Linked DNA regions of Triticum aestivum: regions 2 and 3 are each linked to region 1. The links are chromatin contacts, called in public Hi-C maps. All regions are on one chromosome and are shown on one strand. The core of a region is the stretch at or near the end of the contact, and the rest is flanking DNA. Distances in the headings are between cores, read along the strand shown. Region 1 holds the start of LOC123080260 (transcription factor bHLH77). Region 2 holds the start of LOC123080261 (peptidyl-prolyl cis-trans isomerase FKBP15-1). Region 3 has its middle 20 kb from the start of LOC123076450.

Region 1 (4,010 bases), core at 1,078-3,577:
AGCTTTGGGAGGTGATGACTGCTTGTGTGATCATGCACAACATGATCATCGAGGACGAGCGTGATGACAGGATCTTCGACCAAGGATTTGACTATCAAGGTGAAAATGTTGAGCCCCTGCACCAAGAACCGGCTACGTTTGAACTATTTGCCCAATTTCATCGTGAAATACGTGATTGGCACACTCATTTGGATCTTCAAAATGACTTGGTTGAGCACGTGTGGATTCACATTGGCGACCAATAGATGTATTGGTTCATTTTATGTTCATTCAAGACAATTTCGATTTGGTTGTAAAACTATTTTATTAGAGACAATTTCGATTGAGTTGTAAAACTATTTTTATTTTCAGACGATTAATATTTGGACGTGCAAACTAGTTTTGAACATTGAAATATAAATATATGGACATTTTTGGTTGTGGCGGACAGGATGGGGTCAAAGGATGTGTCCGCGCGCTGGGCGCACGGCCACCGCATCCCAGGACAGACCCGGACACGACCCACTGCCCTAACCAAACGGACAAAATCCGGGCAAAACGGACGTCCGTTTAGGGTCGTGCGCTGGAGTTGGCCTAAATCTCCTACGCTCCACGTTCGTGCTCCACGTTCGTACTTCATGCCGTCTGCCCACCCGTACTTTCCTTTTGTTTGTGCATGCCTCTACACATACAAGCATTTCTGGTACTAGTATATGTTTTTTTTTTCAGGGGAAAACTCGGGAGGACAGGTAATGCAAATCAGCGAGTAAAATTTCAGAGACAATTTTGAAAATTCCGAGGAAGGAAAAAAAATGGAAGAGAAGACGAACATGGTTTTGAGACCCGGTAATTCGAAAAAGAAGCCATCTCGCAGAAGGGGATAAAAACCCCAATCAGATCAGATGAGATGAGCCTCAACACAGTGCCCGGCGGGGCTCCGTCCAATCCAGTGGGCCGCCGCCGCTGCATGCATCCTCAAATCAAAATAAAGAGGAAGTAGGCAGTGACGATGATTAAAAATCTCCTCGTTTTGCTGGCTAGGCTAGGAGCCGGTGGTGCTTGGCAGCGGTAGGATCCAACCCAAAATACCAAGCAGCGTCGCCTGTCCCCTCGCGCCCCATTCCACGATTTAATGATTGGTTCGGGAAGAAAATCATATGTGACCGGGTCGTACGCTCTGAACAGAGCGACCCATTCCATCCAACGCCACGTGGATCCACGAATCTCAAAGCAGCACTCCTATTTTCTTCCCCGTCAGGCTTGTGCTGCAACCTGCAGCGCCGCCGTATCGATTTGTGCCACTCGTTCTCCGGCTGCTCGACGGCTGCGACGCCGTCCCAGCCGCCACGCAGCGCGGAGGATGCCAGCGACGGTGAGGTTCCCGAAGACCGGAACAAGGTTGGCAGCGCGATTAGGTCTCGTATGGGTGGCATGCCGCCGCGCCCGCGTGCGCTGCCGGCGAGAGCAAGTTGAAGAGGCATGCCGCCGCGCCCGCGTGCGCTGCCGGCGAGGAGCGCCAAGAAAATGAGCAGGAGCAGCGGTAACAGGGCAACATGGATTTACCGAGTGCAAGAAGGCAACACGAAACAGGTGAGCACCAATTCCGCGAGGTCGCCGGCGAGCCTCCCGGAGCCTCGGACTCATGCCAGGAACGACTAGTGTATGCGGTATGGCGGCGCTGCAACACAGGAAGATGGCCCGTTGGGGAAGAAGACATGGAAGAAGATGAGAGTGGTTGCTTTGAGATTCAGGGATCCACGTGGTGCTTGATGGAGTGGGTCGCTCTGTTCGGAGCGTACGGCCCGGTCGTATATGATTTTCTTCCTTGGTTCGTGGATCCCTCGATTCCACGGGCAAGGCCAACGCAACAGCGGCAGCTCCGTCCGTCAGACTATCCACAATGAAAGTAACATATGTAGTAACATCATATATATTTAGATAAAATAGATGATGTGGCAAGCAATAAATGAAGGAAGAGAGACATGTAGTAACATAACTAGTTAGTACTAGTATGAGTAACATCACACGTATCAAGACAAGATGAGTCTATAGCATAATAAATGAAGTGTTGCATGTTACCACACATATGTTACTCCCCACTATAGAGGTAGTAACATAGAGTAGTAACATGACTACTCTATATTACTACCCATTGTGGCTAGTATCAGGGACCATCGCCTTCACCTCTCGACTGAAATGAAAACTTGGAAAATATCCCAGGCTCAGAAAAACAGGGCGCAAGCAACCGTAACACAATTTGTTTATCAGGTTCAGAAATTTCGCCATGTTTGTCCGTGCTGCTACTAGCACAGCATATCTTTATGTTCCCGTCATCATTCACCGAATGCAACGAATCGTCGTCAGTCACCGCCCTTTTAACCCCGCCCTCGGCGAGCTCTCTACGGTGCGGTGCTTCTTCCTCCCTGGTTTCATGGCAGGAAAGGGTGGGGCGGGGCGATGATGCCCATGGCCCGTCCAATTTGACCCATGCCATCCTGGACCTATATCAATATCATACACGCGCACATACTCTACCGCTCCCTCCCACAACCTCGTCCCGGCTTCTGCTTTTCGCTCGCCTGCGGTGGGAGCTTTTCGCTTTGGTTTAGGTGCTTCTTTCCCACCCCCCACTTTCTCCCCCTCTCCCTCCTTCAGTCGTGCGTTGTCACGCACACCAAAAGCTCCTGCCTTTGCCTTATCTCAGCACCACCCTGCTCGCCCGTAGTGGGATTTGGTGGGAGCTGCTCTCTGCTCTGCTCAACCTACTTGCCTCCCTCGCGCGCTTCTTTCTTCGCTCCATTCGTGTTGGTGCCGGGGGCCAGCGTCACTCTCGCCCCGTCACCGCACCGCACCGCACGCACGCACGGCGCTCCTCTCTTCCCTTCCCGGTGGGTGGGTGGGCTCCAAATCCGGGCGGTTTCTTGGGCGCGGCGAGCGGCGACGGATCTTTGCGGAATTCCGGCGGGGGAGGACGGGAGATGAACTGCGGCCCGCCGGACCAGCTGCCGCCGGCGACGGCGGGATTCCTCAACCTCAACTGGGACAGCTCCATGGACGCGTCCGCGGGGGGCCGCCCCTCGCCGGCCTCTGGCTCCGCGGCGGCCACCGAGGGGCTCGCGCTCCACGGGATCTCGCCGCGGCCGCAGCAGCACTACGGCGCCGGCACGCCGCTCGGCTCGCCCACCAAGCTCAACCTCTCCATGATGGGCCAGTACCGCCACCACAACCACCACTACCCGACGCCGCCGCCGCCGCAGGTGGGTGGCCTGCCCACCCTGGAGAACCTCATGCCCATGGCCTCCCTGGACCAGTTCCTCGCCGACCCGGGCTTCGCCGAGCGCGCCGCCAGGCTCTCCGGCTTCGACGCCCGCGGCGGCTACGGCGCCGGCCCGCCGCAATTCGGCCTCCCGGACGACGGCCCCGTCGGCGCGCTCAAGGAGCTGGAGCTCGGGAGCGCCCGGGACGACTCGTCGGTGTCCGATCCGGCGTCGGCCGGCGCGGGGATGGCGCTCAAGGGCGCCTCCGACGGCAATGCGAGGAAGCGGAAGGCCGCCGGCGGCAGCAAGGGGAAGGGCAAGGACGCCTCCGTGTCCACCACCTCCGCCAAGGATCTCCTCGCCAAGGTACGCCGCGCGCGAACAGAATTCCGCTCATTTACGCTTGAGTGACACGCCGGAGCGAGCGATAGACGTCGATCTCACCCGACGAGCACCACCGTCGTCGCCGTGCAGGAGGACTCGGCGTCGAAGCGCTGCAAGTCCACGTCCATGGAGGACGCCGAGGAGAATTCCGGCAAGGGGAAGGCCGCGCAGAGCAGCAGCGAGAACGGCGGGAGGAAGCAGGGCAAGGACGGCGCCTCCAAGCTCCCGGAGCCGCCCAAGGACTTCATCCACGTCCGGGCCCGGCGCGGCGAGGCCACGGACAGCCATAGCCTGGCCGAGAGGGTACAATTCCCGGCCTCTTCTCTCGCCTGCATTCCTGGCCGAGAGGACTGATGATCATTTTCATGGTAGACTAGAATTCATTTCTCA
Region 2 (4,010 bases), core at 408-2,907, 180 kb after region 1:
TGTCGGTCAAATACTTACACGATAATGCACTTTAATCTTGTCACCTTTGTGAGCCTGTAGGGTACATGATTCAGGCTTGTACTGAAAAGAGGATGAGCCAAAGAAAACAGTGTCATGTGAAGTCACAGTGATACTATCATTGGAATGTAATAAGAATGAAAACATAACCTGTATACGATTGCCTTAGAACTTTATAAATCGAATGTTGCACGATTGTAGATTAAGACTTAATGAGTGACTGAAAGCTGGGCACGTAGATACAGAAAATCTCACTTTCTAAAAAAAAGATACAGAAAATCTCTACCCTCCACAGTAAGGGTGTTCATCAGCCTTTTTTCTAAACCATTCAAACCATCTAAGTACATCTAAATCTTCTATGTATCTGATAATGCTATTCAAAATTATTACTCCTCTGTTGCAAATGCAGCGCGTATCCTGACTGTCCAAACCCATGAGTTGGCCAACAACTAATCCAACAGTACATGCGTTATGTTATAAGTATAAGCTTCATACCATTAAATTTGCATGCAAAAGCACTTTCCTGTAACTAGTTTCATAGCTATGAATGAAATACAAATACAGGAATTTGCTGTCAAAGTTGAACATCAGACAGGGAAAAATACAGCCTATGACAACTAATAGAGTACTACCGCGCATGCTTCAATGGTATGGACAAAATGTGATGAACACCCCTATACCACACTCTGGTTTGTGGTTGAATACTGGATATTCCATTTCTAAAATAATGTATGAACCTTAGCAGTAAGTACATAATTTTCTGTTTGTCATAGCAGAAGAATCATGAAAACAAAGGTTGTCCACTTCTCCGCTCAGCTTTTAATTTACATCCTGTGTAATATGACAAGTCCCCACAGAAGGGATCTTGGACAGTATTGAAAGTTTGGAACAACATTCCTTAGAAGATCGAATGTTACTTCTGAGAGATATCCATCGTGGCTTCTTGTTAATACATCAATATAAAAGCACACACTGGTTGGTTAAACAACATTCCTTAAGATTACACGAGTAAATTGCTAATTAGCTTCGCCGCATTTTTATTTTTACTAATTAGCTCTAGTGAACAAACTGCAGCCTGAATCTCACGCCCTGTGTGTGAAGGAACAACAGCCTATTTCGCACTTGCGGATCTGCAAACCTCCCAAACCTAGCAATCTAGCATCATCCAACCCAGCCTTTTCCTGAACTCTGCACTGAAGGATCTCAGATCCGCCGGAACACAGAAAGCACACAAAGCAAAGTAATACAAGAGAGCAGCAGAGATTGCGGTTTGGTTACAATCCTGCAGAATACGGACCTTGACGCCGATCTGGAGCTGTGTAACATCCGCGGACTTCTTGGCCGAAGCTGGAGAACCAGATCGAAAAACCGAGTGAGCAAAACCAAATCGAGAGAAAAACAGAACATATCTTTACACGACGCAACAGGTCGATGGAGCAGGTGGAGGTTAGGTTGCGGCCCGCGTTTTACCGGTCAGAAGGACGGCCGCGATGGCAACGACGGCGAGGCAGAGGAGCCACGGCTTCTTCGTCCCCATCGCTCTTCCCTGCAATCCCTACCTGGTCAGCGGCCGAGGTACAGTTTCTTTGGATCGTATACGGTTTGGACGGGACTACAAGTCGGGTACCGTTACGCGTTACTATACTATACACACGCGTGTACAAATGGAAACTTTTTTTTTGAGGCAGTATACAATTTTTTTTGAGCAACTTTTCTTTTTTTGAGACATTTTTTTGAGCAATTGAGGCTGTATACAATTGGAAGCCATCATACATTCGTGACATAACGGTCCAGCCCATTTTGGATTTCGGCTCAATATGGATGGGCCTTGGATGCTAGGGTTATATCTCACTTACTGTCAGGTTTTAATGGAGCCGACGTAGTTTTGGGAGGTTCTAAAAATGATACCGGTTTGTACAACTTTCCATGCATTTTTTCTTTCCATTTTTGGGTTATTTCATTTTTTTCTTGTAATACATGTCATACATTTTTTGTACATACATGAATATTTTTCTTATACAAGTAATATATATTTTTAAATCTATAATGTAAAAAAAATCAATACACTTCATAATGTTTAAAAATATATAATGTCATACATTTTTCTGATACAAATTCCATAATGTTTTGATCATTTTTTGTTCACATACATGTTAACCATTTTTCAATACACATTGAACATTTTTTAATTGCACATAACATTTTCGTAAACTACGTGAATATTTTTTACATTGTATATGTTTATTTTCAAATACATATTTGAACGGTATGTTGAATAATATTAAAAAAATACACCTTGGACATTGGTTTGAAGGGTACAGATATATTTTTCAAATTACATTATTTTTTGTGTTAACAATTTTCCAAAAGTGAACAAACATATTTTTGAAGGTGTGAACAATTTTTCTAAATGCCACTTATTTTAATGGTACAAACCGTTTTCTATTTATATGTATATTTTAAATACGTTGTATATTTTTTTTGAAAAAAACGATGAACATATTTTTGACACACATGAACATTTTTCAAATGCCACGAACATTTTTAAAATGGCCCATATGTTTCTAGAAGTTGCATGAACATTGTTTACGCTGTGGGAATAGTTTGAAAATGTGTGATGAATGCTTTCTAATTTTAAATATTTTTTGAATATATGTATTCAGAATATTTTTAAAAATACAAAAAAATAAAAAAATAAAGTAAGCAAGCCGAGCGAATAAATGAACAAACCTGCTATTGGGTTGTAACTGCGCTACCCCTGGGATACACGGTGCTCTGACTATAGGTTACTAATAGGCCATTAAGTCAGCATTGATGTATAAAAAATCACCATCGACGCTTTGTGATTGTGGAAAAAATAGTGGGAAAGCAAGAACATATGGAGTCCAATTCAAATAAATAAATAAATTGATACTACATAGCTGGGAAAGAAATAACACTGAAAGGGTCTCAAAGAAAATTCGTGACTAGAGTGAGGAACTCATGAGCCTCCAATTTCACTAGAAACCAATTTTCAACATTATTTTGAATAAATATTAAAACAACACATTGAACATTGCTTTGAAGGGTACGAAATATTTTAAAAATTACGTGAACTTTTTGACATTGTATTAACATTTTTACAAATATGAACAAACATGTTTTTGGAACGAGCGAACATTTTTCTATTTTTTTAAATTATACATACATTTTTACATTGTATAAACATTAAAAAAAATGTCTCAAAGATATTTTGGACACAATTGAACATTTTTTGAAATGTACAAACATTTTAAAAAGTCAAGTGAACATTTTTTACATTGCATGAATATTTATTAAACCTTTGATGAATGCTTTCAAAATGTTAATTATTTTTTGGAACATGCGTATTTAGATATTTTTGAAAATAAAAACAAAGGAAAAAAGAAAAAAGACGAAGCAAACAAACCAGGTGAATAAATGAACACACCTACTACTGGGCTAGCCCGCTAGGCCGTTCCGTGAGGTGACACGGTGGTAGCTCTCGCATCAAGCGAGATGTAACCGTGCTAGGCCTGGGATCGACGGTGCTTTGAGCCTTTGACTATAGGGGGTTAGTAATAGGCCGCTATGTCACCATTGGTGTATAAAAATAGTCATCGTTGATGCTTTGTGATTCTGAACAAAATAGTGGGAAAGCAAGAACACACCGTAGAGTTGGGAAAGAGATACCACTAAAAGGGTCCCAAAGAAAATTTGTGAGTAGAGTGAGGAACTCATAAGACTCCAATTTCACTTGGAACCAATTTTCTACATTATTTTGAATAAATATTAAATAAATACAACATTGGTTTGAAGGGTACTAAATATTTTTTAAGTTACTTGAATTTTCTGACATTGTATTAATATTTTCGCAAATATGTACGAACATGTTTTTGAAACGAGTGAGCATTTTTGTATTTTTTTAAAATGGCACAATTTAAAACAAAATTACGGTTACATTTTTTACATTGTATATACATTTTTTAAATGTC
Region 3 (4,010 bases), core at 665-3,164, 130 kb before region 1:
TCTATAATTATTATTTTTTAGAAAATATTTTCTATAAATAATTTTTTTAGACAATAATACGGTATCTTGGGTGTGATGGTTATTGGGCCAAACCTGAAGGCGATTACTGTAACGACTTAGGATCGTATCAAAATCCATGTGGACTAATTTTTATTATAATTTATCTGCACGCGTATGGCTTATTCAGTGCCCTGGTTTTTACCCCGGTTTACAAAAAAAAGTATTCAGATGGTTCAGACTCGTTCAATAGTAGAATACAAAGAAACAAATTCTTGAACGTAGATAAAACAATTCTGCCGGTTCAAATAATAGAATGTGAAAATCTCTTGTTCCAGACCTTTCCTAAGATATATAAACATGTGTATCTAAATGCAACTAAGCAAACAGAAAGCGGCTCATTGGCTTGTGCAACACCCCCTATGCGGGAGCTTTTGAGATCGAGTTTAGGCAGCAACAGTGCTACATTATTCTTTTTTCTTTCTCTTTCTCACTTATAGGTGGGACCCATAAATAAGAGAGTGCGGGCCTGGCCTCGCTGGTGTGTCACGTAGGCAAAGTTAGCAGTGAGTTAACTGTCACGGACGGAAATGTATATAAATGTACCTCAAACACAAGTTGTAGGCTTAATTTGTGTCATTTTTCAACTTTATGTATGAATTTGTACGCACCATGCAAGTTTGTGTACTAATAGCGTAATTAACTCTTTAACTATGCATGTCTGAATAAACACACTCTTTCAATCAGTCTGAACTCCTCCTATATGTATATAATTGGAATGATTTTAGTGCTTAGATCACATGTATTTCCCAAAGGAATTATCAAATGATTAATTAAACTCCGGAATAGCAATTTCTTCATGTCCCCAAAACTGTTTCTAGTATGCATCAGAGGAGGATTGGTTTGTCGATCAAATTGCAGACCAAAAAGATCTGACCCACCACCAAGTGCCAAAAGTGCAAGGTTCACCTGATTGATTTGTGATACACCTTCGGTGCCCTCGACGGTGTACGTACGGAGAACTGCAGGGGGTCCTCGACGGCCCAGCCGGATGATGGCAGGAACGGCGATGATGACAACTCCTGCATCGCGGCCGAGATCAGTGCCGCCCTGGGGACGTCGGCTTGGAGTTGGAGGGCATCGGTGGTGGGTGGGTTTTCGGCGTGGGTGCTACGGATGGAGCTGAAGTCGGCGCGGATGCCGATGGTTGCCGGAGAGCATGCCGATGCCTGGACGTGGATGGAGTCGTCGCAGTCGCGGCAGAAGAGCGTCCTGGCCTCCAAGCAGAAGATGATGGCGGCGACGGCACGTGCGTGCCCCGAGGAAGCCGAACCTCCTTCTGTGCGTCCCCCGCCGTGGCACGCGTGCGTAGTTGCAGCAGACAACTCGCGATTAGTTTCCTAAATTTATTTAGATGTGCCCGTGATAGTCTCCTCATAGGATGGATGCATGTGTAATTGGTTTCCTAACAGAATGCCCCCGTGATTATAGTTTTCCAATTGATCACGCGTGGAGTTTCGCTCTCCGGTGGAGTACGGTCAGCCAACTAAAATTGCTAAGTGCACACAGATAATGGATTAGATTTATGGCTAACCGTTAGATTGAGTTTAGTGGGCTTTAATCATGCGGTGGTAATGGATCTATGTACTTTTTGTGAGATGGTTTAGAAATGATCATATTTGTTTTTTATAAGTAGTAGAGAGTAGAGAAGTAGAGATCCATCACGTACGTACTAGTCAGACCAGTCAAAAATTGTGGCCAAAAAGCCCAAAACGATGTTGCGTGCAGTGCAGCCACCCTGGGCATCCGAACAAACGCCGAAACACGTTTGAAATTCTAAGAATTATACTAGTATAGTCGCCCCGGTGGCGGAGGATAGTAGTATGATGATGATAAAGAGGAGGATCCCTCCAAGGATGCCTCTGATTGAGGAAACGGGCGCGTAACATGCCAAATCGACGACAATGAGGCGCGCACGCACGCACGCCACGGATTGACGGACAAGCACGACAAACGACCCTGTTAATCCCGGCCCCACGCCACACACTGCAGAGGCACAGCGACACGGAAGGCATGCATTTACACAGAGGAGACGCCGATTGAGAGAGCCGGTGGCGTGATCGCCGCGAAAAACATGCACGGACGGCGAGGCGTTCAAGAGGAGACGGGGACGGAGCATTACCCAGCTGCGACGAGGCTGATCGCCGGCCTGCTGCGACTTGCGTTTCGGACGGAGCGCCACTGCCCACTGCTACTGTGGGTGGATATCTTCTCATTACCATGATCGATCTCTGCCCTCTTCATGTGCGGCCATGCTCGTTTTCTCGTGGATGCTGCGAGACCTCCTTTTTCCTGCCATTCCTCCTCTCTTCTCCAACCAGCCATGCACGCAGACGTCGAGAGCCACTGCTGCGGCCTGCGGGCATCCATCTGTCCATCCATCAGCCAACAAAAAGAGGTAATAGCACCCCAGATACCCTAACTTGCATCCCAAACTTGCAAAACTTAGCTCCACCATACCCCAACTTGTACCTCATGTGATGATTTAGTCCCAGGCCAATCACAGCTCGACAATTGGCAGCCAGGTGGCTGGACCGGCCAGCACACTCACTTTTGCAGAAACCCCCCTACCGTTTTCTTTAATCAACCTGCACCCACCTTCACCTGAATTAAATCCCACTCATTAACACACGTTAAGACGTGTTGACTGATCAGAAAATACTACTTAAGTAGTAGACGGCAGTAACAGATAAGTACTAGATAAACTTTGATTGATGAATATATTGATGTAAATATACATATATAGTGATGTGACCGTACCAGTTAAGGTTGTTTAGCACTACTAGTACTACATCAACTAATAGAGAATTATGAATGCCATTTTGAAATGATCGTACTGGACTTCACAATCAGGGGGCCTCTATACCAGGGAGAACGCTCCTTTGCGGGCGATCGTTGCAACGCTCAATCCATATCCTCTCCTCCAGTTAATTCTATTAATTAGTGGGACCCAGTTTTTTCTTCCATAAATCTCTGCCGCAATAAATTAAACAAGTGGGCCTCAGCATTGCCTTCCATAAATCTCTCTGCCCCCCTGATTTCAACGGGGTGGGGCCAGGTGCATTCCTTAATTTTCCTGACACACAGGTTTGCTTAATAGGAAGATTGAGATCCCGTCAAAACAAATAAGAAAAGTTGAGTTACCTTCGTTCCGGTCGGAAACCGAGCGCTAGAACGCTGGCTTTTGCATTAGCTTATTCTGAATGCTAATTAGGTGAGGAACAAAGCAATTAATCTAAAAGACTTCTTTCCCTGTACACCGCCTTTCCGTTGCTTGATTTCTAAATATCATATCCTGAAAGTGACACACGCAAACGACGGCGACGTCCTCGCCGTCCCCTGTCGTCGGCCTGCGGGGCGTGGTGAGCTCCCTCGTCGCCTTCTTCATCGTCGTCAGCACCGTCTCCCTGCTGTTCGACCGCGGCCACGAGTCGCAGGTGCAGCTGGCGGTGCAGCACCGGCACCAGGAGGTGAAGGTGGCCGCGGCCGGGCGCCACGAGGCGCAGGTGCAGTGGACGGACGAGCTCATGGGCGAGGCCGTGAGGGGCTCCGGCGAGGAGTGCAACTGGTCCGTGGGTCGGTGGGTGTACGACAACGCCTCCCAGCCGCTCTACTCTGGGCTCAACTGCTCCTTCATCTTCAACGAGGTCGCCTGCGAGAAGTATGGCCGGAATGACACCAGGTACCAGTATTGGAGATGGCAGCCCGATGGATGTGATCTTCCGAGGTATGTCTGGCTTTGTTACATTTACATACATGCATGTTTCTCTAGAAAAATAGTTGAGTTGAGAGTGGTTTTCTAGCTCGGTTTTGTTCATTCATGCCAACAACAACAAAAATGCAGCATGCCTGAAACTATATAGTACCTACATGCTCTGTGTCAGTGTTGCAAAATTTCGAAACTGAACTCTTGGGGAGTAAAAGGAAAGAGTTTTATGGAATACAAGGGAATT

What was found. A called contact is a pair of places that touch in the nucleus more often than the background predicts.
Region 2: a Hi-C map of leaf shows a contact between it and region 1, with 4 times the contacts expected there. The contact joins the promoter of LOC123080261 here to the promoter of LOC123080260 in region 1. A contact is called at or near these places in 2 of 5 Hi-C or Micro-C datasets (leaf and root) and 1 of 1 datasets of contacts at active chromatin or transcription factors (leaf).
Region 3: a contact with region 1 is called in a Hi-C map of leaf, with 2.3 times the contacts expected there. The contact joins the enhancer-like site here to the promoter of LOC123080260 in region 1. A contact is called at or near these places in 2 of 5 Hi-C or Micro-C datasets (both in leaf).

Annotation. Positions count from the first base shown.
Region 1 is chr3D:529,553,911-529,557,920 of IWGSC CS RefSeq v2.1, forward strand. LOC123080260 (transcription factor bHLH77) reads left to right here and starts at 2,328. Exons shown (of 8, transcript XM_044503170.1): 1 at 2,328-3,602; 2 at 3,711-3,923. The coding sequence starts at 2,958.
Region 2 is chr3D:529,738,491-529,742,500 of IWGSC CS RefSeq v2.1, forward strand. LOC123080261 (peptidyl-prolyl cis-trans isomerase FKBP15-1) reads right to left here and starts at 1,658. Exons shown (of 6, transcript XM_044503172.1): 1 at 1,489-1,658; 2 at 1,316-1,365; 3 at 19-81. The coding sequence starts at 1,555.
Region 3 is chr3D:529,419,342-529,423,351 of IWGSC CS RefSeq v2.1, forward strand. No RefSeq gene overlaps it. Among protein-coding and RNA genes, the nearest start is that of LOC123076450, 20 kb to the left of the region's middle. Within about 2 kb of position 1,915, at least 1 of the 8 cell types and tissues checked has an H3K27ac peak or open chromatin away from gene starts, as enhancers often do. A contact at or near this core is called in leaf, where this site is marked.